Regions from separate parts of the Gossypium arboreum genome. Here region 1 is linked to region 2. The links are chromatin contacts, called in public Hi-C maps. All regions are on one chromosome and are shown on one strand. Each heading gives the region's core, a stretch centred on a gene start, on an enhancer-like site or on the middle of the called end of the contact. The rest is flanking DNA. Distances are from core to core; before and after follow the strand shown.

Region 1 (5,488 bases), core at 30-2,529, 46 kb after region 2:
CACATCACATTGTCATCTATAGTATTGTAGTTCAATTCCAACTAGGTCTCAACTAAACTCTAATGATACCAACCTAAATATTATTTTCACGCTAAAACACGAAAAATAAGTTTATCAATCAACGAACTAATGAGTTCGCCCCAAATATTTGGGGTTGGCGGATTGTCAGACAAAAGAGTCTACCAAACCCTAGAGTTCGCCAAATGGCAAATTCCACAATGTGTTCCGCAAAAGGGTGTGCTATCGAATCGCTGCAATACGCCACCCAAATTTATAACATATAGTTCACCATTCTCACCCTTTTTCTACCCTGACTTATTAAACTATATGCCAAACAACATATCGATACGGTCTACGTCGAGCGGGTTGTTACATCTGAAGTCAGTTTCTTTCATACCTTTGAATTAAAATCTAATTCTTTTTTTGGATCCTCTTCCTCAAGTGAATTGGGCGAGTCTAGTTTAATGAGTTGGTGAGTTGGGGTAAGTTGAGGCTAATTGGGGTGTTGATGATCATGTCATATTGAAGAGGGTAAGGAGTCAATGTTGTAGAGAAGGAAAAAAAGAGAAGAAAATGACTACTCTGGAAGAATTTGTTGGTGAATTTATTTTACATTTTAAAAATATTTATTTTAATTTATTTTGAATTTTTAGAATTATGATCAAATTGAGACTATTATAAATTTTGAGGACTAATTTTTTAAATTATGACTAAAACAATATAATATATAAATTTTGAGGATTAAATTTGTTATTATATCAATTATTTAACTGTCACATCACCCTCCAATTAGACATTTAACGAATATGGAAAAAAAAACAATTTCGATTAGTTGGGTGACCAATTTAAAAAAAAATCATAGTTGGGCAATAAAAAAAGAAACAGGTCCATAGTTGAGTGACCTATGGTGTAGTTTACCTAACTAATTTTTTTAGAATTAGAATCAAATTAATAAAATATATAGATATTAGAAAATTAAATTTATTATTATGGCAATACTTATGTTTAACTTCCATTATTGGTTAAAAATTAAAACAAATTTCAAATATATTAGTAACCCACTTCAAATTTTTTATAATTGACTATTGATGTAGTTATAAAGATAACTAGTCACCATCAACATCAAGAACCTCATACTAGGAAGGTTTACCAAGGAATCATTCCATCATATAAAAACAAAGAGCCAAAATAAGAAAAGAAACGGACGGAAGAAAATCGGTAATCTATGATAGGCCCATTGTTTTTCACAACTCAAATTTCTTATAAAATACAGGACAATAAACAAGTGGGGGGCGGTGCATGTGGCTTACATGGTTTCTCAGGCTCATCAAAGGTTCGGATTAGAGCCACAAAACCAAGTGATTTTACTAAAACTGCAACTTTGCCACAATAATATCTGCAATAAATTTAAAAGTTCTACTATTATGTCAACTATATATGTATGATCGTAAAGGCTTGAAAACGAACCTTGATTCAATCTCCGCTGCCCTGGAATTGGTTGACGTTAAACCAGATAAGGATTCTTTGTTTCAGCCAGGTTGGGACAAATTAAGAAACAATGACTTGCAATTGTGAACATTGGATTATGAGGATATGACCTTCAAAGAACTCTCCAAATACATGAAAAAAACTTGAAAAAAGAAAGTTGCATCCAACACTTACGCCTTAATCCAATTAGTAGAGAAAATCAATGTAGAAAACAAGGTGGCAAAATCAATATCACGACCTGTGTTATTTGGACTTGAATATATGTCACTATGCCAGCAGGGGCGAAGCTAGAATAATTTTTTAGGGGTCCGAATGTAATTTTAATTTTTTATAGTCTATATCTTTATATTTTTTATAGAACTAAATCAAATTTTTATAATTTTAAAGGATTTAAAATATAATTTTACTTTTATTAATTTAAATTTTAGAAAAAATTGAAAAGCCTAAATAACAATTTTTCATTTTAGGGGGCAGGCCTGCCAACCCTTCTAGATTCCCCTATGTATGTTAGTTATGAATATATAGTAGGAAGTTCATATCCAAGTGTATAATAGATAAATGGATAAATTAATTCTTTTGTTAAAATTTTTATTCGTTACTACTCTTAAAAATTGTCCCTGTACCTTTACAGTAATGTTACACCTGCCAGAAGCCAGCTTCTAAACCAGATCCAACTAATTCCCCTGGTGGTATTGATGGTGCTCATGAAACTAGTCACTCCTACGGGGAGAGCTTGGTCTTTCCTGGAGGTATCCCAGCCACCATTAGTGGTAGCGGTGAAGACCCAGATATTCCTATTGGAAGATCCACAGACCAAGCAGAGGCCAAGTTCATGGATGACTTATGTTCATTAAAAATATGAGTCTGCAGCCATTCATTCGGATTATTCCTTCCAGATTATCACTTGATCGTCGTAATAACAAGATGCAAGGACTGATCCGAACTTCAGATGTGCCAAACCTCCCAAACAGGTCCTTTATGGAAATACCAATGATCTTAATGGTAGTATCGGATGAAGCAGTAGCCAACAATGGCAACATCATGGACGGTATCCTCATGGCCAGTCTCAATATTTTGTGCAGGCATCTTTGGAACTCCAATATGCAGCTCCTTATATCTTCAAAATTCGACAATCAAAACAGACCATATTCAAACACCCAAATCTTTTACAGTAACTCTCAACCATTTTGTTTTGTATGCAACAACATATAACATTGTGAGCAGTTCTACCAAATTAGAAATTGATAAGACTCTGATTATTCTTTTGTTTCTTGCATTTAGTTTCAACATAACAGCGCATTTGGATGCAGAAACAACCAATATTTTTCAAGTATTTCAAGTTGAAGATGCAACAAATGATACTCATCTTTAAAGGAATTATATCATAATCCCCAAAAAGGGAGAAGAAATAAATTTTCTAAAATTTGGCAGGGGACAGTACAAAAATCACACAAAATCAATCCGAGAAATCATCTTTCAAAAACAACCCAATTAATTTTACGGCATAAAGGATTCAAATCAAAACATCCCAGAATCCAAAAATCGAAAATGGGTTCATTTCATCAAGATCTGCAGTCTAGAAACCATGAATCTAAATCAAACTTGAATTATCATAAACAAAACAGATCAAAAGATCATACAACACATTTGAGAAACAATAAAAAATATCTTTACTACCTTCTAGAATTCTTTAGTTAGTCTACGCCATGACAATTGGTATTATCTTGAGTGTTTAGCTTGACTTGAGCAATTTGAAAGCTTATTCTCCTCCTAAGGTCGTGAGGTTTGTTTGGTTAAAAGTCTAAGTTATGACAATTGGCATCAAACCTCGTGTTTTGATTGACATATAGAGTTTGAAATGGTGTTTTAAGTAGAAAGTTAAGATACCTCACCAAAAATTCGTGTGAGGGCTAAGAAAATTAGTCATTCGATGGATATTGTTTTAGAAATGGAAAATAGAGCGATCAAACTTAACGAAACTGAAGGAATTAAAAGAGAACCAGATTTATGAAGAATGTCGACAACTTCTTATGATGGGTGGAGCAATATTTTTGAATTGCTAGCATTGAAGGTGATATGCCAAGGTAAAATATCTGTGCTGTATGACCATTACCGTTATAATTGTGACACACAATTGTAGACGTATCCAAAGGCGTATATTGAGACTATGAACCATTAGACGGTTGATACCCACGATTTTAAGAAGGGAAAGAGGACTGATAATTACTTCGACCACGACACATCCTACTCTCCCACTCCCACTCCCACTCCCACTCCCACTCCCACTCCCATGCCCATCGCTTGACTGATTGAAGGACAATTATGAGAATGGGGGCATACGGTGGTATGATGGTTGTCTCTTCCGCACGTTTCAAACACCTTTGTTCTATCAATACCATACTATAAAGATAACCATAAAAATAGAGGTAACTTTGACCATTAATTGATTAAGTGAAATTGGAAAAGCAGCACTGAAGTAGTCGCAACAATCGTGGAAGGATGATTGTTAACAGTTTGGCTATTAGTTGGGTTTTCGGTGGAAAACATGGCACCTTAATTTTTTTTCTTGATCAGGCTATGAATATCATGAAAGAATTGAAGGGTCAATTTATTTCTATCAAAACTAAAGATGTCTTTGAAAGCTAAAGATAGTATAGCTAAGGATAATTAGCATAGTTAATTCTTAATAGCAGGCTTAAATGTAAAATTAGTTTTTAAACTATACCACTTTCTCACTTAGATACTTACAAGTTTTTATTTTGCCAAAAGTGTTACTTAAACTATCAATTTTATCTCATTATACCCAAAAAAGTGAACAAAGTCTAATAAGAACATGATGTGTGGCACACGTCATGTTCTTATTAGTTGGTATTGTATTTTGGGGCAAAATGAGATACAATTGATAATTTAAGTATCACTTTTGATGAAAAAAAATAATGTTAGGTGCTCAAGTGAGAAAAGAGATATGGTTTGACTGCCAATTTTGTAGTTAAGCCTAAATAGATTTCAACTTTTGTTAAATTTTGCTATTAGTCCCTATACTATGTGTAAATTATATATTTTACCCTTATACTCTGATTTGGTTATTTTTATTCTTTTTTACTTTTGAATTTTAAAATTCTAATTTTGACCCATAGCTATTAAATTTATTAAGTTCAATTAGGCTATTTCTAAAATATTATGCGACAAAACATATTATCACATGTGCAATTCCACATCAGCTTTCTATTTCCACATATCATAAAAAAAAAAAAAAACCACTTAACTTATTTAATGTCAATCATTAGCGTCAAAACTAAAATTTGAAATTCTAAAAATATAGAAACTAAAATTTTCAAATTGGATATATGTACTAAATTTACAACATTGCACATAGTGCAAGACTAATAACACACAATTTAATCAAAAATATTTAATTACTCTTGTTTGGGCCAAAGCTAAGATTTTAATTTAAAAATATAAGGACTAAAATTAATAAAAATAAAATATAGAGTCTAAATCTATAACTTACGCATCAATATAATGATTAATAGTAAAATTTTACTTAAATCTTTTTATCACCACAATTATTGCATATAGAGTTATATTAAAATACATTTCTTATAAAGATGATGTTTTAGAAAATAAATTAGAAACCAAAACATGTTAAGTACTAAAATATTTAAACAACTATTAAATATAATAAATATTTAATAGAAATATGAATTTAACTTGAGGGAAATTATTTTGTACATGTTAGTGGAGTTTTTAGACTTTGCAAATAAAATTAGGGGTTGACAAGTATCTTATAAGGGTATAATAAAATATTAAAAATATATTTAAAAAAGAGACAGATGTTAATCTTTTAAGGTTGATTGTGGAATAAAAAATAAACTGCCATTATACTAAATACTTACCTTTTAACTTAATAGTATAATTTTTAATATATAAATTTTAAAATCAAATTTAAATTTCATCGTTACAAAATTAAATAAATATATATCAGACTTTTTTGGATCAT
Region 2 (4,904 bases), core at 1,756-4,255:
AGATAAATAACCACAAAATTAACTAAATTGTAAATTAAAGATAAGAACTTACAATGGATATTATGATATCAGTCTTTCCAAGAATCGTTACTCCGGGGGCCTCTGATACCAATTACAGGTATCTGAAAATATTAAGATATCATCTATATAAACTACACAAAATTTTTTATATTTATTAAATATAAAATCCATCTATCTTTGGAATATCTGAGGTGCATTACATAACCCAAATAACATTACTCTCCATTGATAATGACCATTAGGTGCACTAAAGGTTGTTAAAGGCTTAGATTCTTCTGTTAGCATTATTTGCCAAAATCTTAATTTACAATCAAATTTACTAAAATATTTTGCTTGTTTAGCCTGATTTATTAAAGCATCTTTTCTTGGGATAAAATATACATAAAAAATAATATTTTGATTTAGTCTTTTATAATTAATTACCATCCTAGCTTTTCTCCATTGAAGGGAATTGTTATATTGCAACTAGGAATTCAAAGGACTCACCCGTTCACCTGCTGTTCTGTATAGGCAAAGAGTCAAATAAAACAAGCAAATTTTCTCTAACCCTAATTTTTTGAATATCATATTCTCATATTCATAACATGAATATATGTTATATACGGATTCTTAAAAAATTAGAGTTGGAACAATATAAGTTCACTAATAGCTTCATGAAGAAGAATGTACATTATCTGATAAACCAAAAATAACACAAGAAAGACAAGAAAAAGAAAGACTATACAATTTCACAAACCTTACTCTATAATAATCCGACGACACAACTTAGTTGCAATCTGTTCTCCAAGCCTCTCAAATGATGACCTAATAGCATACACCTGTCAGAATAAAACAATTTGTAAGGCAAACATTGCTGGAGAAAACACAAAGAAAATGATAAAAATGGAAAGAATAAACAAATAATATTACATATTATAAAGGAGGAGTGTTTTATGGATCTCTATGTTACAGTTCAAAAGGCAAATATAGATGGAGAAAGCAAAAAGAAAACAAGAAAAGCCTAATGCATTCAGCAACGTCTTGAGTGCAAGAAAAGCCTAATGCACCAAAATTTAAGAACTAATTAACTTGTAAAAAAATGTACCAGAAAAGCAGCTTCGCTAGGTAATCCCGGGAAGTGCCAACAGTGCCGGAAGTTTCATCGGCAACATCTTGATGATTATTTCCTTTGTTCACTATCCCTGAGTTCCTCTTAAGCTCATTCTTGAAGGGCCTTTGCAATATGTTTTGAACAAGCTGGTGGATTGTTTCCTCGACTTGTACTGATGATGGTTGGGATAACTCAGTGACCTGGCAACAAAAATTTTACGTAACGAGAAGATTTTTAGGTTCCATGTAGGATCAAACTAAGATAATTCATTTTCAGAACAAGATAATCTAATAAAAAACATGATTTTGGTCATTACCATGTCGGCATCCAAGGATCTTAAATACTCCAACAAATCATTCCTGTTTTCCTTTTCACATTCTATTTGCACATTCTCCTTCTCCACATTCAGTTCCTGAAACAAAATAAAACAATTAGCTTAGACAGAGGGAATATACGGAAAGCACATTATCTACAAACAGACATGTATGTATACTTAAATGCCAAACTATTGACAAGCACGACAGTGATCACCCTAAAATAACTGCTAGCCAATGTAAACTTTGGAAAACCGGTACAACAGTCATCAATATAAACATTCTTATTAGCACATAACAAGGAAAGAAAAGGGCAGTATAAAATCGATTGTAAAAACATGATTGTGGCTAGACTTGGCAATATCAAACAAAATACAAACACAAGGCAAAAGTAACCAACAACATAAACAAGAAATGGGACAAACATATGAATTGTTAGGTATAAATGTAGCTGTAGCCCTCTAAAAATCAGAGATACAGTCCGGATGAAGGAATTCAATCACTACTCAATGAAGAAACCAGAATCTAAATACCCAATAGTATTTTTAGAAGCAAAAAAAATCTACATTTAATTTTCTCAAAGATACCATTACCTAAGAATACTTCATATAATTATATCAAGCCTCATTTCACTGATATAAAATCTAAAATCCTTACCTCCACCACATCAGATAACTCCGCTTGCAGTTTTTCAATATACTTCAAAGCCTCTGGCGACAATTCCCCGGAAACCCAAGGCCTAATCTTCTCGAATTCTTGAAAGCCATCACTTTGACTCGCTCTCTCCTCCCTTTTCTCCGCAAACACCTCTCCCTGCCGCTGCCTAATAACTTCCTCTGTCTCCCCCGCCACCTCCTCGCCCGGCGCTGCTCTTTCCAGATTCCTCATCAGTGAAACCCTATACTCCGCGTTCCACAACGTATACCTAAAGAGAAAAAAAGGTTTTTCTTTTAAAAAAAATGCAATAAATTATGAAATATTACAGTTTTTATGAGGTCGAAAATAAAATAAGTTACCCAGTGATGATAGAAGAGAATAGAAGGCGATGAAGAGGAGGGGTGGAGACGGAAACCGAAACGGAGAAGTGATCAGATGGAAGAATCCCTAGCATAGTGGAGATAGTCCGCTTCATGGATTCCTTGGCGGAATCAGAAACCCCCTTGGAAACAACGGAATTGTCGAGAGGCTCGATGTTCTTCAACATATTAGCAATTACTAGCAATCCACGATCTAAATTCGATTTCTGCGTTGATACGAAGTAGTCATCGTCGCAGACTCCGCCACTGTTTAAGCAGCTGACAGTTAGGGCGGAAAATGCGCGGTTGTGACGGTTACGGAAGAAACGAGATAGAGAAGGTGTGAGAGGTTTTGCGGACAAGGTGGTGATGCGGGAGAAGACGACGGCTCGAGCGGTGGCTGTCGTCGATGCCATCTCAGAGTTGAGGCTTCAAGATTTTTTGTGTTTTCCGTTTCTTACCCGTAATTTCGGGCAGCTAACCTAATTTTTTATTCTTAAATTTATTTATTTTTTTAAAACTATTTTTGTTTGGCCCACGGGAAATCGGGAAGTTGACTGAATGAATGACACTTTAATTTGTTAAGGGTTTTCCTTTTTTTCGGAAAAAAGAAAACAATTTTAAAAATTTATGTCCCATACATTATCCAACTTATTTTTCAAAATTAGTCGTATATAAAATAACAAGTTTGATTTCGAACTTGAAAATTTTGATGTGGTTACGACATTAAAAGTGATCAATTATAAATTGCAATTTCGGGTAGGGACTCTATTGAAATTGGTTTAACAATTGAAGGATTAGGTGAAGAATTAGTCCTAGTTAATTAAGTCAAGTGAGGATATAAAAGGTGAGATATTCTAGGGATTTAAAGTGCAAAATTACCATTAAACTATTGGACTTGAGGAATGGCAATTAAACTGTATGGTTAACTAGTGATGATTTTTATTAACTTAGCCTATCTCTTGGATTAGAGGTTGGGAGAGGAAAGGGAAGTAAGGCAAAACTTTTTTCTATCTTTGTTTGGATGTAATTTGTAAGTTAGGCTAGAGAAAGTAAAAAGTTGAATATCATTATTTTGTCTAAAAAGTTAAAATTTTTATTAGCTCAATTTGGGGGAAAGTTAAGAAAAGAAAATGAAAACAAAATTTTAAGATGTAATTTCTTTTATAAATAATTTTATTAAAGAGTTATAATTGTAGAAAATTATTATAATTATATTTTTCTCCAGTTGATCCAAATAAAATTAAATTCAAATTATTTAACTTTCTTTTTCTTTACTAATTTTAACAATACAAACAAAATAATAGATATTTATTTATTTATTTTTGCTTTCCACCTTTTTTTTTCCTTTACCTTTCTTTTCATTTACTACTTTTAATCCAAACATAATGTAAATAGAGGCTTAAATACACCTTGTTTGCTAGGTGTGAAAGTAAGAACATTAAGTGGGGTTTAACATTAAGTGGGGTTTACCTTGTTGGGTGGTAATGAGATGGGAAGACGAATTTTCCGCTCTTGCATGCTATCATACGGTTGAATGAGTGGGAAAAAGGATATTGAGACATTTCGATACACTTTGGAAAAAATAGAGGAAAAAAAAGACAGCAAAGTTTGAGAGGGAACTTTACCAAAAATAATCGGCCAATACAAAAAGAATAAAGAGGAAGAACAAGTCACCAAACCGTGACTTCCCCATCACAATTCTAAGATTTTCTACTTTAAATTTGAGTATAACCATCATTTCCAAGTTCACCTAGTATCCTTACCTTTAACGAGGTGATTAGAAGTGAAAGACTGATGATAGTGAAACTAAGTTCTATTAGCTAAAGCATTAAGGAAGAGAGGTAAGGAAATTTGTTAAATAAGCATAAATTGTTACTAATGTAATACCATATGTTAGAAATGGTGATCAAGTGTGATTATGTGAGTGTATTGGTGAAAGGAAATTGAGGTTTGGTTAATAGTAGAGTTAGCCACGTGGGGAGGAGGGGTTAGGAGTGTTGGAAAATTGCAAAGCACGTAAAATTGTCATTGTTAAAATTTGGTAAATATGCTAGTTTGAGCAATTAGAGAATTGAAATTGAATTATTCTTTGGATATGTTTCTTTGAAGGTGAACAAGATAAAGAAGTTGTTGGCATTAGCAAAGGCAAGGAAAAGATAGTAGATTAAAGCTTGTGGTGTTCTTAATTGGTACGTGCTCACTAAATTCTAATTTTCTTATATGTATGTTTAACCATGTCAAAAATATGAGCTTAAGACTACAAATGTTATAACCAAGTTAATTATAAGAAATATGATATTGGCATCCAAGAACTAATAGTAATATTGTCTATAAAAGTAAGCATAAATGGTAAGTTTAATTAACATGGTAAATATGCTGCCTTGAACATAGGTAATTATGTTGTTAGTGAAAGTGATGAATGGTTTATAATGTGTATACTGAACTTATGAAATTGAACTG

What was found. Hi-C and Micro-C count contacts between places; a contact is called where the count stands out from the background.
Region 1: a Hi-C map of leaf shows a contact between it and region 2, with 2.2 times the contacts expected there. The contact joins the enhancer-like site here to the promoter of LOC108458109 in region 2. A contact is called at or near these places in 2 of 5 Hi-C or Micro-C datasets (both in leaf).

The regions. Positions count from the first base shown.
Region 1 is chr4:11,029,707-11,035,194 of ASM2569848v2, forward strand. It overlaps the pseudogene LOC128291560. Among protein-coding and RNA genes, the nearest start is that of LOC128291907, 7.5 kb to the right of the region's middle. Within about 2 kb of position 1,280, at least 2 of the 2 cell types and tissues checked have an H3K27ac peak or open chromatin away from gene starts, as enhancers often do. A contact at or near this core is called in leaf, where this site is marked.
Region 2 is chr4:10,982,117-10,987,020 of ASM2569848v2, forward strand. LOC108458109 reads right to left here and starts at 3,006. Exons shown (of 5, transcript XM_017757373.2): 1 at 2,442-3,006; 2 at 2,083-2,350; 3 at 1,428-1,523; 4 at 1,106-1,311; 5 at 558-839. The coding sequence starts at 2,857. The coding sequence ends at 764.